Regions from separate parts of the Mus musculus genome. Here all the other regions are linked to region 1. Evidence: chromatin contacts called from public Hi-C data. All regions are on one chromosome and are shown on one strand. Each heading gives the region's core, a stretch centred on a gene start, on an enhancer-like site or on the middle of the called end of the contact. The rest is flanking DNA. Distances are from core to core; before and after follow the strand shown.

Region 1 (2,542 bases), core at 28-2,527:
CAGGAAGTTAGGACCTTGGCTGCATATTGGAATCACCTGTGAAGGGTTTTAGACGCTTAACTCTGGGTCCTGTACAAGAGGGTGGATTACATGGGGTAAAGCTCCCAGGTAGCCACAGTATGGACTCCCCCAGATTGGGGAAACCCTAGCCATTGATGGAGACCAGAGGAGGTGAATATTCTCCCAGAAGGGAGAAGTCTCAATCATGTATTTGCTTTTGAAGTTTTATTTTATTATACTTATTTATTTGATGGGTATGTTCATTCCCACATGTGGACATGTGTGTGCCACAGCACACATGTGGATGTCAGAGGATAACTTGTATGATCAGACTCTCTCCTTTTGCTATTTGAATCCTAGGGATCAAAGTCGGTGGGTTTGTAAGTTTGGCAGCAAGTGCCTTTACCGGCTGAGACATCTCATTGGAACCTCAACCCCATATTTTTGTGGACCTCAGTCCTATCCATACCCTGGCACAGAGCATACTTACAGCAATATTAACATGGAGGACTGTAATGATAACGTTTACTGAGTGCTCAGTGTTGACCAGGCACTTCTGCAGAATACTTTTTAATACCCTTAGGAGATTCTCTAAGGGGATAGCCATGTTCTTTCCCTTCTCCAATGGGGAAGCTGAAGTTCTGAAGTCAGTAGTTTGCCCCAAGACTCACAGCTGCCATATGTGTCCAATTCAGTTTCAACTTCCTCATTCAGCATCTGAATTTCTTACAAAATTGCAGTATCCTCCAAGGCGTAACTAGTTAATTCTCCATCTGCTTTCAAAACATCAGGACCAAGACACTGTGTCCAGCCAAGGATGTCCTCATTTTTCCTAGGGTCCAAATCTGGGAGAGTATACCTGTAATTCCAAGACTGGAGAAATGGAAATAAAAAGATTCCTAGTTTGAAAACAGTCTGTATTACAGAGTAAGTGTAAGGCCAACGGAGGTTATAGTGAGTTCTTGCCTCAAAATAAAATAAGACAGAGTCAAACACAAAAAAATGAAGAGCGAGGGATGTGGCTTAGTGGTAGGGTTAGTCTAGCACACACTAGGTCTCAGATCGAATCCCTAAGGACACAACTAGGGAGAAATTCTTCTATGAAAATTTCTACCATGATTTTGCTACTTTCAATATTGATTCAATGTAATCAAAAGTCGTTGCCAAGAAAACACTTCTGATATTTTCTTTCATGTTGCCTCATTTGGATGATCTGTGTTGTCTTGCGACACTCTGGTGGCCTTGAACTAAACTATGAAGCAGGACTTCATGACAAAAAAAAAACCGCCAACATGACTCAGAGTTAATGCCCACAAGTGTGATGATGAAGAAAAGGCCAGTCGAAAGGGAGAAGTGGCTATGAGCAGGGAGTGGTGGCTCACTCTTGTAAAACCAGCCCTTGGGATGAAAGTGGGAAGGTCAGGAGTTCAAGGCCAAGTTCCACTGTAAAGATCTTGAGACAGGCCTAGGTTATAAACGAGACTGTATCAAAAGAGAAAATGAAGGGAATAAAAGAAAAGGTACTATGGGCCAGCACAGGGGACTCAGCTATGCAGCATGCCCCCAACCTACTGCCAAACAAAGCACCTTTACCAAGGACTTTTTTTTTCCAAAAAACAAAGTTACATGTCCTCATAGAGAGGAGTCCAGTGGCCAGGGCATCAAGAGTGGATAGACATCAAGCTCAGAAAAAGGCGGGAAGGAAAATTGACCATCTCCAGAGCCTTGAATTACAGTGGGGAGATAGTAGGTAGCTTGGAGAGAAATTGAACAGTATGTTTCCCATTAATCTGTGAGTAAGCTGGGTGGAGCCTTCCCTGGCTCTTAAGTTTCTGCTTTCCTTGATCCTGGGGAGAAAAGAACAAGGCTAAGGGCTTAGTTGGATCAATAGACCTAAAGAGCTTGGGAAGTTGAAACAAAACAACAGCAACGTGAATCCTTGAAACATCAAGGGAAAACTTGAGGGAAACTGCTGGAATACACCACGGAGCCAATATTTTGAAGGTTTGGAGGTAGCTTTGTTTGAAACAAGATATCATGTAGCCAAGGCTAGCCTTGAGGTCACTGTGTATCTGAAAAAGACCTTGAACTTCTGATCCATCTACCTCCACCTCCCCCAGGGCTAAGATTGAGGGCCTGTATCACCATCCTTGGTTTTGTTTGTTGGCTCTTATGAGGTCCTTGAGATCAAACATAAGGTTTCATACACTCCAAGCAAGCACCCTGTCTATAGACTGAGCTTGTGTCCAACCCCAAGCTCGCTTAAAAACTTTAATTCTGCTAATTGTGCATGTTCTCTTAACCTCCATGGATTCATATTATGAGCAGATTAGTGACATAGACCATATTTCTTGCCTTATTTGATCTGACAGTGTTAGTACAAAGGACTTACCATCATCCCATTTTCCAGAACAGTCTAAGAGAGGCTGAAGTGAGCTCTAGACTTTTGTCTCTCCATAGCCACTTGTCTTTCTTGAACAACTCAGTTGGCTGGTAAAGGTGATGGGGTGAGTGTTCTAGATAGAGCTGTCTTAATTCTGGT
Region 2 (2,542 bases), core at 18-2,517, 170 kb before region 1:
CCAAGTGACCTCATTGAGGAGGAGTCTGTCCAATTATCATGTGGACATCCCATTCATTTTCCAGCAGAAGTCATCCCTGCTAATTTACTAATTCGTCCAGACATCCCCTGCCAGCCAACCCTGAACACCCTCCAGCTTTTTTCCTTTAGCCAGACACTGAATCCAGAAGCCACTTTCAGTTGTGTTAGCCCTTTGGAGGTAAAGAGGGCACAGGAAGGACCCATAGATTCCCTAGGCTTCAAGGAGATGTGTTGTGAGGCTCACAGCCCTATGAGAGATGCTTTTTACCAAGGAGCAAATCCAGGTGGGCACAGAAATAAAGATAAGGGCATCATCTGCCTGCCCCCATCATTACGTAGCAAGGATAAGAGGATAGGAACTAAGTTTGCCAGTAGTTCTCCAAGCCTGCTGGCTGGAGCTTCCATGCCTTCTGGTCTTCAAGCCTGATGATCTAGGCTGTTGGGCTTTTTGTCTTAACCCCCATCCAGTCAGCCAAACCTTTGAGTTCTCTTGTCTGGAGCCTTACATCTGTGTCTACCTCACTAGAACAGAGCAAATGCTTTCTTCTGTCTCTACAGCATTTCCTCAGAGGAGCTGCTGTGGTCTGTTCTCTGCTTTCACAAGCTGTGTGCCCCTTGATCCTAGCTATTTACACTCAGTGCATCCTGTCCCCCACCAGAGATGGAAGATGCTTCTCCTTTCCCTACATACTCTCCCCTCCTCTCCCACTGCTACTTGTCTTTCCCTATTTAGATTTGTTTTAATTTCATGTGTGTGTTTTGTACATAGGCATGTATGTGTACATGGGTGCCCAGTGACCACAGAGGCCAGAAAATGCCAACGAATCATTTGGGACTGGAGTTACAGATGGTTGAAGGTTGCCCTGATGATTCTAGAAACTGAATGGAGATCCTCTAAAAGGATAGCAAGTGCTTTTAACCAGTTAGGCCACTTCCTCAGCCCCTATCTGTTCTTAATTTTCCTAGTATTTTCTTTCCACCTTGGTGTGTCTCTGTTTATGTATGGAGGTCCAGGAAGATGGTAGAAGGGGAAGTAGGAGGAAGAAACAGGAGAGACAGGAAAACAAAACAAAAAAAAGAACATAGAAGAAAAGGAATGAGGAAAGAAATGAAGAAAGGGTGGAGGAAGGATATAGAGCTACTTTTCTGGTATCTGCTGTGAGAAGGTAGCAGCCTTCCAACCCCCACATCCTTCCCCATTGCACAGGCAATGGCAGCTGTGCTTTGCAGGAAGCTGCCAGCTTGTAATTCCCTCTTGTGGCTCCAACCCCAGGGACATGGTGTGAGCCCGCTGCACTTTGAATTGTGCAGCAGTGGGCTCAGAGCACGTGGTGGCACACAGGAAAGGCTGAAGGTGTGTGGCTGGAGGTGAGGAGCTCCTCGTTCCTAATGGACTGCAGCCTTCCCTCCTGGACGGGGCTGGTCTTATCATGCAGGAAGCTGGCAGGCTGTGTGTTAATCAATTGATAGCATCACTTGGCATCCCGCAGCCAGCTTAGGCTTTCTAAGAGAACACGTCGCTGATTTCCAATCTCTCCATCCGCTCAGAGGTTGGAGGCAGAGGGAGCAGTGGGAATTCTCCCAGAGCTCTGGCGACAAGCCAAAACCTGGCACACTGTACTTCCCCTCCGGAAGGAAATGAACCCCCAGATAGAGGGGAGAAAGGAGAAGAAGAAAATGCCAAGAATGTCCCTGGGGAAATGAAACTGTCATATGACCAGAGTCTCCTTTTGTTGGGAGGATGGGTAGGTATTAACCAGGACAAATTCTACTCCAAAGCAACCAGCCAAGCAATACAGAATCTTGTCCTATTAGCCAGCCCTCTGCAGTTGCAAATGTTTTTCTCATCTCCCTCTTTTGCTTTCCTCTCTACCCCATTTTGTGATCCAGAATTCTCTACCTTTGTCATCCACCCCTCTGTTACCCCCTCCTGATGCTAGGCTGACCTCCAAGATTGCAGCTTATTTAACTTTCCTGCAGTCTGAGAAAGTCTACCATTCTTTAGTGACTGCTGTTGAGTTGACATCTTCCAGAGATTATTACTCCTATCCAGATAGATGTTCCTCGGGGTCTCTTGATCACCATTCTGGTTTCAGGGCTGACACTGAGAGTAGAGTTCAGAGTGTTATCAGAATGTGTATATGAGTAAATCATACATGGATGGAAAGATGGGTGGTCCATGGGTGATTGAATAGATAAGTAGATGGTTTGGCAGTGAATGGCTAGATGGATGGATGGGCAGAAGGATCTGTGGGTCATTACATGGATGACTAGGTAGACTGGTGGTGGCTGAATGGATGGATGGGCAAATGGACAATCTGTGAATGAATGAATAGATGGGATGATGGGTGATTATATGAATGGATAGATAGATGGGCAGATGAATGTATGAGCAGCAGATGGTGCATAAATGTATGACTAGACAGAGGGGTGATGCATCAACAGTTGAATAAGATGAGTAAGTGGATTTATAGGTGAGGGGATGGATGGATGGATGGATGGATGGATGGATGGATGGATGG
Region 3 (2,542 bases), core at 28-2,527, 150 kb after region 1:
TGTAATATATACCAGACAGATTTTTGGGAATTTTCCCCCTCCCACACACCCCCCCCCAAAAAACAGAAAAGCTTTATGGGTGAGCCTGAGGAGAATGGAAAGGGGGAGCTCCTGTTCTGGGGAGAAGCCATAAAATCTGCAGCCACTTGAATCAGTGCACTTAACGTTGAAGAGCAGGCCAGATTTAAAAAAAAAAAAATCAGCCTTCTCCTTTGTGTTTCTAAAAATGCTGTGGGGAAAAAAAATAGCCATTTGAGAGCCAGGAGTGGAGCGATGCCAGCACTCAGGAGGCTGAGGCAGGAGGATTGGAAATTTGAGGTGGCTTGGGCTGCACAGTAAGACACAGATGCATGGACACACATATACACCCACAGGAGAGAGACAGAGACAGAGACAGAGGGGGAGGGAGGGAGGGAGAGAGAGGGCAGGAAAGAAGGAAGGAAGGGAGGGAGGGAGGGAGGGAGGGAGGGAGGGAGGGAGGGAGGGAAGGAAGGAGGGAGCAAGGACTAAGCATGGCATGGTAGCACATGCCTATAGTTCCAGCACTCAGAAGGTGGAGCTAGGAACCAGTATTGTAGATTAAGTTCAAGGATAGCCTGGGTTACAAAGTAAGTCCATACCTAGCTTGGGCTGCTTAGAGGATAAATCCTGTCTCTAAAACATCAAAAGCAATAACACCCACACAAACAACAGAAACAGGATGTAAGATATGGCTTGCCTTTCTTAAAAACAAAAGGAATAATCTAGTGGGGGCTGGAGTGATGGCTCAGTTGGGAGGAGCAGTTGCCATTCCTTTGAAAGACTTGGTTTGGTTCCCAGCACCCATGCTGGGTGGCTCACAACCACCTGTGACTTCAGCTCCAAAGGATCCAACACCCTCTGCTGGTTTCCAAGACCATCCACACACAGAGCAGCATACACATGTAAACATGCACATACGTGCAAAAGCATGCACATGTAAGAATAACTAAAAGAGTAAGCAAATACTAAAAAAATGAATAGTAACTTGAGAAATGGTTCATGATAAGCCGATTCAAAGAAGACACACACATACACACACACACAAACACACACAAACACACACACACACACACACACACACACACACACACACACACACACACACAGAGCCTCTGATTTTATATTGAAACTCAAAATGAAAATTCTTTCCAGTAAACAACTTTCTTCCTGGTTTTCTGTTCAGTGTTAGGTCGGCTGCAGCAGGGAGGGGCCAGTTTCCCTGGTAACAATACTAGCCCTGTGGCTAAACTCAGGCTACCACCCATGATGTCACTGCCCACAGGACATGGCACAATGGGCTTTTGCTGGTACCACTAGCTCTGCAATACCACTGAAACCGTTTCCACCCAACTTCTTTTTTTTTTTTTTAAATCTCTCTAGCCTGTGTTTCATGCCCAGAGACACAGGAAGGTATCACTTTCTAGAAGTCATTTTATAACCCTGTGATTTCCTTGCCTTTCTCCTGTGCCTCCTCCAAATGGAAGCAGTGAGAGGATCCAGGACGCAGCTGATCTGTCCTCTCAGCTGTGGTGAGCCTGTCTAGATCCTGGCCTCTCGAGGACTCTACGCATTTGTGGAATGAGTGGTGGCCCATCCTTGCCATTCTTCAGGAAGTGGGACAGTGCCATGTGGCCACTTCTTCCCCGTCACTCAAGACAACCCAAGTGCCCTGAGACCCTTTTGCCCTTCTGTCTAGACAGGCACAGCAGAAAACATTTACCATTAATTGATTTTGTTTGGGTAATTCCATACATGTCTATACAGTGTACTCTGGATATTCATTCCTCCCCCCCCCCCCCCCCTCTTAGCTGTTTCCCACCTCTGCCAATGGCCCCTCTTCCTAACAAAACTCTTCTGCACAATTCCTGAGCCACCGCTGATTTTTAACCAAGGCCTTCTCCAATGACCACGGGTTTGGAGTTATCCACTGGAGCCTGGCAGGCTCAACAAAGGGGTGCACGGCTGAAAATAACAACCATCCCTCCCAGAATCCACCAGTTCAGGAGCAAAGGTTAACTTTCAGGTTTCTCTCCCAATGTAACGAGCCAATTCAAGCCACATCAAGAGTATGAGGGCGGGTTTATTGAGAGGCAGCTCTCAGATGGATTCACTGATTCATGGGTAGAGGTCAATGGAGTCACATGCCCAGGCTAAAGCAAGGGAGTTTTATTGGTCTTGGGTGTGGGGTGGGTGGTGACCATGGTCACTTTTGGGTGGCTTTTCAGAAACATGGAGACAAGGAGTGATCCGGGCTTTTCTGCTTGAGAGCAGGGGGCGGGGTTTGAGGAAGAAGAACAAACGGGGTTTGTTTGTGCAGGGGTGGGGGTTGGGGGTGGGATGAGCAGGTGGGATGTTTTAAATTTAGAGTCTTTTAGAGTTCAAACGATCAGGTAAAACTTCTTTCTGATGAAAATGAGAATTTTGAAAGTGCTTGTTTCCTCCAACCAAAGATTTATGCCAGCAGGTCAAAGACCTGTGTTCGCTTTGTAAAATTCGTTTGGTTTTGATTTTCTCTTGTAGA

The links. Hi-C and Micro-C count contacts between places; a contact is called where the count stands out from the background.
Region 2: a contact with region 1 is called in a Hi-C map of bone marrow-derived macrophages, with 43 read pairs. The contact joins two enhancer-like sites. A contact is called at or near these places in 3 of 484 Hi-C or Micro-C datasets (bone marrow-derived macrophages, brain and cortical glia) and 2 of 115 datasets of contacts at active chromatin or transcription factors (bone marrow-derived macrophages and neural progenitor cells).
Region 3: a Hi-C map of bone marrow-derived macrophages shows a contact between it and region 1, with 47 read pairs. The contact joins two enhancer-like sites. A contact is called at or near these places in 3 of 484 Hi-C or Micro-C datasets (bone marrow-derived macrophages, macrophages and neutrophils) and 1 of 115 datasets of contacts at active chromatin or transcription factors (bone marrow-derived macrophages).

The regions. Positions count from the first base shown.
Region 1 is chr8:115,422,001-115,424,542 of GRCm38.p6, reverse strand. No RefSeq gene overlaps it. Among named protein-coding and RNA genes, the nearest start is that of Gm39256, 220 kb to the left of the region's middle. Within about 2 kb of position 1,277, at least 44 of the 459 cell types and tissues checked have an H3K27ac peak or open chromatin away from gene starts, as enhancers often do. A contact at or near this core is called in bone marrow-derived macrophages and neutrophils, where this site is marked.
Region 2 is chr8:115,596,491-115,599,032 of GRCm38.p6, reverse strand. Gm39256 (a long non-coding RNA gene) reads left to right here. Exons shown (of 2, transcript XR_879215.3): 2 at 1-2,542. Among named protein-coding and RNA genes, the nearest start is that of Gm39256, 47 kb to the left of the region's middle. Within about 2 kb of position 1,267, at least 19 of the 459 cell types and tissues checked have an H3K27ac peak or open chromatin away from gene starts, as enhancers often do. A contact at or near this core is called in bone marrow-derived macrophages, where this site is marked.
Region 3 is chr8:115,275,221-115,277,762 of GRCm38.p6, reverse strand. All of the region lies in intron 8 of Wwox (WW domain-containing oxidoreductase), which reads right to left. Among named protein-coding and RNA genes, the nearest start is that of Gm39257, 320 kb to the right of the region's middle. Within about 2 kb of position 1,277, at least 51 of the 459 cell types and tissues checked have an H3K27ac peak or open chromatin away from gene starts, as enhancers often do. A contact at or near this core is called in bone marrow-derived macrophages and neutrophils, where this site is marked.